2 separate regions of the Mus musculus genome follow, and region 1 is linked to region 2. Evidence: chromatin contacts called from public HiChIP or PLAC-seq data. All regions are on one chromosome and are shown on one strand. Each heading gives the region's core, a stretch centred on a gene start, on an enhancer-like site or on the middle of the called end of the contact. The rest is flanking DNA. Distances are from core to core; before and after follow the strand shown.

Region 1 (4,357 bases), core at 1,246-3,745, 240 kb before region 2:
AAGTGCTGGGATTAAAGGCATGCACCACCACTGCCCAGCTAACTTTTATTTTTTAGTCCTGGGATTCAAAGCCAGGGCTTCATGAATGCTATATAAATAGTCTACCCCTGAGCTACATCCACAGTCCAATTTATTTATTTTTTCCTTATTTTTTCTGGGTGTTTTGAGACAGTATCTCACTAAGTTATACAGGCTGAACTTAAACTCACTCTGTAGCCTAGGCAAGCTTTGAACTTATGATCCTCTTTCCTCTTCCCTGCAGCAGAGTCCTACACCACCAGGATTAGCTCACACTGAAAGCTGAGTCAGACCACAGATTGAATACAACTGATTGAAAAGTAGTAAGATTTGGTATTGAGAACATACACCCCGGGGTAAGATGGCTTCCTGGATTCCACATACTCTTTAAATGGCTGAATTCCATATAATCTTTAAAACTCAGAAAATTATGACATTATTTGTATTCCTGCTACACAAGTGTGAGCCATGGCTGGCAGTGCTGGCTTCTCTGGGAGCTTGTTGGAAAAGCAGTCTCAGGGCCCAGCCAGACTCGCTACATTAGACTTTCTGAATTATCAAGCCCTCTGGGCTGCACCAATGATTCTTAACCATGGCTGTATGCTGACATGTGGCTAGAGAGAGAGCTCAGTGGTTAAGAATACTGCCTGCTCATCCAGAGGATTCAGGTTCAAATCCCAGCACTCACATTCAGCTAATAGCCATCTGCAGCTCCAGTTCCAGCCTGATGCTCTCACACCAGCATATAGGCAGGCAAAACACCCATAAAAATGAAAGCAAAGCTTAAAAAATTAGAACATGGGTTTCACCTCCAAAGATTCTTATTGTTTATTAAGTGCGTAGCCTAGGATCTGTGATTTAAAATACTTCCTGAATAAGCCAGACTGCGCAATCTCAGCACCCAGGAGACAGACAGGGGGTTAGCTGCAAATTCAAGGCCAGCCTGGAGTCCATAGCGAGTTGCAGTCCAGCCAGTGCTAAACAGTGACATGGTGCTGTCCCAAAGATGATGGAGAATGAGAGAGGGAAAGTAAGCCGTACACAAGGAAGGAAGGCTTTAAGGACTAAAGCACATGTCTGTAATGCCCACACTTGGGAAGCTGAGGCAGGAGGATAAGAAATCAAAGGTTATCTCTAGCTACATGAGGAGGGGGAGGGGGAAGGGCAGGGGAGGGGGGAGGAGAAATCTGACAGTAGCCAGGGAAGGTGGCAAAGGCCTTGAGTCTGCACTTGGGAGGCTGGCACAGAAGGCTCAGGAGTTTGAGATCAGCCTCAGCAACACAGACACTTTGAGGCTAGTCTAGTCTACACAGCAAGACTCTCATCAACATGTTTTTTTTTTTGGGGGGGGGGAAGAGTGGGAGTGGATGCAAAGAATGTATTACTCTTAATTAGAAAAGAAAAATCCTGGGTGTGGCCAGAGCTCGGCAAGGAGCCTGAAAGAGGGTGCATGACATGGGGGTCACCATGGACATGCACCAGGTGTTCCAGGATCCCATTGAGCAGGTGGTCGCTTGCTTCCTCTGAAAGGTGAGTATTTTAAAGGTACCTGATAATCCAGCTAGAAGAAGAGTCATGGCTGAGCCTTCAGAAAAGGAACATGGCTATCCGGAGTCGCTGCCTCACGTGGACACAGTACGCATCCTTGAAGGAAGCGTCTGTCTTCCGGGAAAGCATAGAAAGTCCAGGTTGGACAGAGTTCATTCAAACAGGCAGAATTCCAGTCACAGCGGCTGAATTTCTCAACTGTGTTTTGGAGACTTTTGCTAGAACGTTCTTAAGACAAGGAGCCCAGAAGGGAATTAGAATATTGGAGATGCTGCTAAAGGAACAGTGTGGCTCCCCCTTAGTGGAATAAAAGAAAATCAGGACACTGCCACTGTGTCTACTCTTTCCCAAGACTCATTTCTTAGCCATAACATCATAGACACAATTACTGGTTGCTGGTTTCAAGATAGAGTCAGAGTGGCTTAGAGAAAAGGGAACTTTCCTGCTAGTCACAGACTTGACCCTCACTCCCCTTGGGGCCTGTTCAAGTCATGGGACTCACAGAGCTGGAGGTTTATGGCCTGGTCTCTTTACGATCTCATGAATAAAGGGAAAAACCTATCAAAAAGAAAAGAGAAGAAAAGAAAAATCCACAGACTGTCAGCCCAGTGTGGAACCTTAAAACAACACACTACAGATTAATCTCATGGTTAAAGATACAATCTAGTAGTGATTAAAAAGTAATACAGTAAGACCAAGCACAGTGTGTCCTGGTAATGCACATTGTGTGTGTGTGTGTGTGTGTGTGTGCGCGCGCGCGCGCGCACGCACATGTGCATGTGCATGCGTGCTCTCATGCACATGGGGACTGGTTTAATAACTAGTTCTCTGAGAAAGAAAAACAAGTAGGTTTGACATATGGCATTGGGCAACTTCTGTGGCGTAAACACTCCCATCAGGGCCAGTTTTAAACTCTCAGCATGACCTCAGCCAGTTTGACAGGTCTGGCAGTAGGGTCCCTCAAGCAGGTGGGAGCCAGCTGCAGACATTCCACTGGTCCAGCTTGTCCATAAAGATGCACAATGTTAAATTGATTGCCTCGGGGTGGGGGAACCAGGGCCACCAGTTGCACCATCATTGCACCAACAATCCCCTATGTTTGTGACCAGGTCAGGACCAGCCAGCCACGGTGGGGCCACTTTTCTGCTCACAGTCCTGACAGGACTAGATTCAGATCAGGCCTGCTGCAGACAAGTGACAACCAGGGGGTGTGACCTCTTGGTTTTTCTGCAGGAGAGGGCAGGGGAAATCACTGCTCCCCCCAGTTGGCAGATACTGACTCCAGACAAGCTTGCCCTAGAGGACTGGGAGAGCAAGGAAGGCTTCCACCTAAAGTGTGCAGCGAAGGGTGGGTCTCCTGCATGCTGGCATGCTTAGCCTGCCTTCCTGTGTCCCATGGATCACACACACAGCCTTTCTTTACCCTCCCCCTTCTCTGAGCCAGGCCCTCCTCCTTCGAGCCTCCCATATCTTTCCAGTAAGTTCCTTTTTTTTTAGCTACCCACTCATGAATCCCACCAGTCCTTATGCACGGGAGCGTAACCCCTGGGCACAGGAACCCCAACAAGTCACGTCAACGATAGATGATGACCAGATTCATTCTCTAGGCTTAGAATGGGATTCTGGGAGCATGGACTCAGCAGCTCCTTCCAGGTTTACCCAGTATCTTTATTTTTTAGGGTACTGGGGATTGAACCCAGTTCGCCTTGCATGTGCATTTGTACCAATATGGTACACCCCAGATCCATGCCTGTCAACTCTTTGGGAGGTTTCAAAATACACACAGAATTTCTGGGAACAAACTGTTGTGCAGGCTGCTGCCTGTTGCCTCGTGCTGTCGGGAAAAGAGTGTTTCCTTCCCGTGGGCTCTGTCCTCCCTGCCCCATGGTTCTCCACCTTTGAGGAGCACTGTCTCCCCACACAGGGAAAAGCACAGTGAGAAGGTGGTAGCACACTGTGTGAGCTTGTCCATCCTCCATGTACTCACCTGTATCATAATTCAGCACCTAGTAGGACCATATCTTTCTGGGGACAAGAGCAGTGAAGCATAGACGTGGATGCCAGTAGCCCCATCTTTTACCTGGAGAAGGACAATGAGCAAAACGGTCCTAAACAAATGGAGGAGTGGTTTGGAGAAAGGGAGAAGCCAGGGAAGGGCATTCTGGGAAAATAACCCAGACCGAGGGAGAGCCAGCCATATGAGGAAGAGCAAACTTGTCAGTCAGAGGAAAAGCAGAGACAGAGATCTCCCGGGGAGATGGGCACGAGGCCGGGAGACTAGGTGCCCAATGTGGCTGCAGGGAAGTAAGGTGGAGGCCAGAATATCACACAGAGCTGGTGGGCACTGAGAACTTAGTATGTTTATGATGGACAGTGAACAGGAAGTGGTCAGCAGGAAGGGTCATCAGACAGGAAGTGGTCATCAGGAAGGGCCATCAGCTCTGACGGGGTCTAGTCCATTGTGGCTATAGGAGGGAGAATGGACTATCATGGACTAAGCATGGAGGCAGGAGCCTAGCTGGCAGGTGGGAGGGAGGCTAGAGATAGTGGCAGCACAGAGCCATCTGCTATGCAAGGCTGTGCTTGATCCTCCAGCCAGAAGCTGTCACTGCAACCCAGAAACTGTTTACTCCCCCAAAACCAAACTCTATAGATTTATTCTGAAACCGTAGTAATTATAGGGCAATTTCTCTTCACACCTTCCCTGCTAACCCATGATCACCCCCCCCCCCCGCAATTACCTTCTGTAATCTGTTCAACCCACCTACTCTGACACCACGTTCAAGCCATC
Region 2 (4,516 bases), core at 713-3,212:
TCCAAGCATTCTGCCACCACGCCACATCCTAATGGTCCCCTGTCCTCCATTCTTCAGACCCTTGGTCTTTCATCTGACAACTCCCCAGTATCCTATCTAAGTGCTTGGATCCTTGTATCTCAGTATCTTTGCTAAGTAACCAGGGAAGAAAGCCCCACTGACAGCAATTACATCAAAGAGCCTGGACAAGAGCTGGGAGAGCCAGGAAGAAGGTGGAAGAGTGTGAACACGCAAAAGACTGGAGCCAATGGGGAGAGGGGAGGCCAGGGGAACATTCCTCAGCGGGGGGCACACCAAGACACAGGGCAGACCAGGCATGGCCTGACAGAACTCCAGCCTCAGAGCTGTGGACAAATGACATTCTCCCTTGTACACACTGCCCTATCAGCTGACCCCAAAGATGGAAGGATCAGAGCCCCAAGAGTTTTGATATAGTTCCTTGCTTCTGCTTGGGGAGGTGGAAGCAAGGCCCCAGCAAAGGACTGGCAGAGTTGTCCAGAAGGGGCTGCCTGCCCCACTTGGGAAGGCCCAGAGTAACCTTTGTCCAGAACTCCTCAGGCACCACACTCCATCCTCAAACTCACTGGTGGCCTCTTCAGGATACCCTGCTTGATTAATATAGACTCTGAGACTTCCCTCTCAGAGTAGCCTGATTGTCCCTCAAAGCCACAGCTCCCCGAACAAAGAGCCCTTTACCCACATGGTCTCCACAGCAAGCTTGTGCCATCCCCCTTCTGACTGCTGTTCCCCAGAGAAGATGATTCCTCTCCCCCAGGAAAAATCTGCGGGGCTTCTGAGATGGCTCAGTGGGTAAAGGTACTTGCCAAACCTGACAACCTGAGTTTGACCCCCAGAGCCTCACATGGTAGAGAGAACCAGTTCCTGCAAGTTGTCTTCTGACCTATACACATGTACAGCATGCACTGTGGCACATGTGCACCTAGACAAAACACTCTCACATCCCTCACTCAGATACATAGATACATAGATAGATAGATAGATAGATAGATAGATACATACATACATACATACATACATACATACATACATAGACACACAGATACATAGCTGCCATACATTTTTGTTGAAGAAGAATCTATAATTAAATCCTAGTTTTATTTGTCTCAGACCATCAAAAAAGGCAGAACCACACAGCTAGGCTAGAGCGGAGAACCACTTCTACACACACACACACACACACACACACAGAGAGAGAGAGAGAGAGAGAGAGAGAGAGAGAGAGAGAGAGAGAGAGAGACAGAGACAGAGAGAGAGACAGAGAGAGAGACAGAGAGAAACAGAGACAGAGAGACAGAGACAGAGACAGAGACACCGAGAGAAGATGGCAGAGGAAAGCTGAGACTCTCCTGGACTATAGATGGAGAGAGGATGGTCAAGTGAGCGTGGATGATGATAAGTCAGGACAGGCTACAAGAGGTGGGAGAGGCTCCTCCTTTCCTTGTGGCTCAGGACCAGAAGGACAGACTTCTACCCACTCCCTTGATGTCTGCCCAGACCCTCTTTATACCCTCCCTCTGCTCTGTACCTCCGTCCCCCTTCCTTGTTTCCATCTCCCACCCTTCCTTTGTAGCAGTCTCCTCAGTTTCCCCCTTGTATTAGTCTTCCACTTTGGCCATGGCTCTCAGGATGTGTCTACCTTTCCTGCCCACAGTCATCCCTAGCATCATTCAGGGTCTGACCAGGAAACCTTACCCATGCTGCTGCTGGCTGATTAAAGGATGTCCTAGAGCCACGGACATTCACAGACATTCACAGCATGCACACAAACAGGACAGCACTGGCCAGTACCTCTGTAGGAGAGCCGCAGACGAGGCACACTGGGGCTGGGACCAGGGCTGGGGATGCCCACATGGAACAGAAGGCTCCCCAGGAGGCAGCAGATGGCCCACGCAGATGGGTCCATGCTGGGAAAAAAAAATGAGCTGCCCTCTGATCCTGCTGCTGGATGTAGTTTGCTCTGCTGCCACCAGGCCAGCCACTTATAAGGCAGTGGCTCCACCCAGTGCTGGGCGGGAAGGCGGGAGAGGAAGAGCGAAGTGCTCCAAGCCTGCCATCTACCTGCAGTTTCTCCGGCCACCTCAGCCGGCCGGCCCGCTCAATGCCCGTGCAGCTAACTGGCCTGCTCCCCCTTGGGAGACTCTGACCCAGCTGAGGTGTGGACAGTTTGAATGACAGACACTCACAAATGCAAGTGCCTAGGCTCCAACAAAGCAGCAAGGGGAAGGGATAACCTGAGAGAGAGGTCAGGAATCAGGTGGGGGTCTGGCTTTACTCCCTGCCTCTCCAGAGAGGCATCACTAGTCCTGAGCCAGCCAGGTATCCTTGACCTGACTGCCAAGCTCTCCCCTGTGCCTAAGCTGCTGTGTGGGTAGAGGATTCACTTCAACTTCATGCTGGTAGGGCTTAAGGTCCAGCCATACATCATAGGTCTGGCACTGGTAAGAAACGGAGGCAATGGTTCTCAGCCTGTGGGTCACGGCCCCTTTGAGGGTCAAATGGGCTTTTCACAGGAGTCGCCTAAGATCATCTGAAACCACGGAGATGTACATTACAATTCATAACGCTAACAAAATGGCAGTTATGAGGTAGCAATGAAAATAATTTTATGGTTGGAGAATCATCACAACATGAGGAACTGTACTAAAGGGTTGCAGCGTTAGGAAGGTTGAGAACCACTGACCTAAGGCTCCCACCCAGACCTCCCCAGGCTCCACAGCCCCTCTCTGAATCCACAGGGCTCTATCTCAGTTCAGCAGGCTTGCTCTGAGGTAAGGGGTAAGTTTTATTCCATGCTTTTATTCCATGCTTAGGAGAACTTCTATTGTCTTGCTTCCTCCAGGCCCCAGTGCTTTGGAGGCCCAGGGGCCAGAGCACAATAGGTCCGTGGTGAGTTCCTCCCAAGCCCATGGGCTCTACAGGGATCACAGTTCTGCCCTAAACTCTGGTGTGGAGTGCATTAAAAGGAGCCAAGGGGAAGATGCACCAAGGCCCTGAATCTGGGTAAGTGGGACACCCCCCCCACACACACACACACTTTCAGAGCAGTTTCTGGACCTGCTGACCCCACCTCTCACCTCACCCTGCCCTGAACTCTCCTTTCAGCTCCCAGGGTTCTAGAAACACCCATAGGGTAGGCCTCCCAGATGGAATGGCCTGAGACCTCAGAAGGGGGGAAGCAGGATGCTCCCCACCAACCTTTCAGAGAGAGTCATGGCTCAGACCACAGACGGCTGAGAACAGGTTCAGCTCCGCCCTGGAACCCTCCTCTGCTTCTGGGCCTCCTGGAGGGCTAGTGTTCTGGGACCTTACCTCCCCTCCCTATCTCTTCTCTAGAAAGAAAACAGATTATTCCTTGGCTCAGCTCAAGAAGGACCTATGGCTCGTAACTTCACCTCCCTGTGCCCCTGGACCCTAGAACACTAATATGGTGGTGGTGGTGGTGGTGGTGGTGGTGGTGGTGGTGGTGGTGGTGGTGTTCTTACTTGGAAGCAGATCAGGCGCTGCTCAGAGACACCAGTAACTGGCTCCTTCCCACCTCTGCCTCTGAGTCTGCTGAAGGATGCAAGCCTTTATTTCCTGGATCTGCCTTCTCCTGAGGCAAGGACCAGCCATCCTGTGTAGGAACTTACAAAACTGAAGAACGACGCCTGTACAGCAGAGGCCGCTACAGTAGTGGTTCTGTCCTGGGGTCTCAGTAGGGTGGAGACATTCTGCATCTACCTCCCTGGGGAAACGTGGTGGTATCTAGCCCAGGCTGAGGCCTTCTGTCTTGCTTGAGATTGAGCTGAACACCCAGTCCTTTGGCCAGCATGTGGCCCCAAGCAGAGCGTGTGAGCAGAGGACCAAACCACTCCTCCATCCACCATCGTGGGGGTCTCTACTCAGCCAGACCTTCAGCTGCGGCTGTGTCTACCCGGACAGGCTTGTGGGGCAGGCAGGCTACTTCACAGCACAGAAGGAAGCCTAGAAACCCAAACTCAAGTGTGTGGATCCTGTCAGATGTCTCACTCTTCCGCCCCCCTCCCCATCCCTCCCTTCCTCCGTTTCCCAGGCTAGAGAACAGGATCGAGGGCTTTCCTAAAAGACCCTTCCTGCCAGCTGCAGATGGCATCCGGAAAGGCACCCTGAAGGCACAGGTCAGCCAGCCTAGCACAGACACCCCATGCCACCTAATGGACAAAGGTGGAACTTCATGAGAGAGCAAAGGTGCCAGTCTATTTTCGTGCGGAAACCCTCTCCTGAGAAATCCAGCGCTTACCTGGGCACCACAATACAAAGACACAGACACAACAAAAGATGCACCAGTGGTTTCTTCTAAAGGGAAAAATCTTAAGGAGGCTTCATGGAGAAAGCACTACCTGGGCAAAGGATGACGTAATTCAGCGGTGGGGAGGACAGGATTAGGTGATGCACACAAGTGGCCTTAGCTTCAGGGAGCTGGGGCTCCTGGGTTGATTCATATGTGATGTGCGTGTCCCTACAGCAGGTGCCACCA

The links. HiChIP or PLAC-seq counts read pairs in DNA pulled down with a chosen protein or histone mark.
Region 1: a contact with region 2 is called in a CTCF HiChIP or PLAC-seq map of large pre-B cells, with 3 times the contacts expected there. The contact joins the enhancer-like site here to the promoter of Sema3g in region 2. A contact is called at or near these places in 25 of 39 promoter capture datasets (the 3T3-L1 cell line, 3T3-L1-derived adipocytes, the C10 cell line and 15 more), 2 of 15 datasets of contacts at CTCF or cohesin (large pre-B cells and pro-B cells), 85 of 484 Hi-C or Micro-C datasets (the AML12 cell line, B cells, the BV-2 cell line and 47 more), 21 of 115 datasets of contacts at active chromatin or transcription factors (the 230-238 cell line, T-cell acute lymphoblastic leukemia, bone marrow-derived dendritic cells and 12 more) and 4 of 9 other capture datasets (adipose tissue, embryonic stem cells, liver and 1 more).

Annotation. Positions count from the first base shown.
Region 1 is chr14:31,456,344-31,460,700 of GRCm38.p6, reverse strand. It overlaps Gm35907 (a long non-coding RNA gene), which reads right to left. Exons shown (of 4, transcript XR_383329.4): 2 at 3,554-3,646. It also overlaps the pseudogene Gm49252. Among named protein-coding and RNA genes, the nearest start is that of Sh3bp5, 22 kb to the right of the region's middle. Within about 2 kb of position 2,495, at least 10 of the 459 cell types and tissues checked have an H3K27ac peak or open chromatin away from gene starts, as enhancers often do. A contact at or near this core is called in adipose tissue and embryonic limb bud, where this site is marked.
Region 2 is chr14:31,215,319-31,219,834 of GRCm38.p6, reverse strand. Sema3g (sema domain, immunoglobulin domain (Ig), short basic domain, secreted, (semaphorin) 3G) reads right to left here and starts at 1,962. Exons shown (of 16, transcript NM_001025379.1): 1 at 1,810-1,962. The coding sequence starts at 1,924.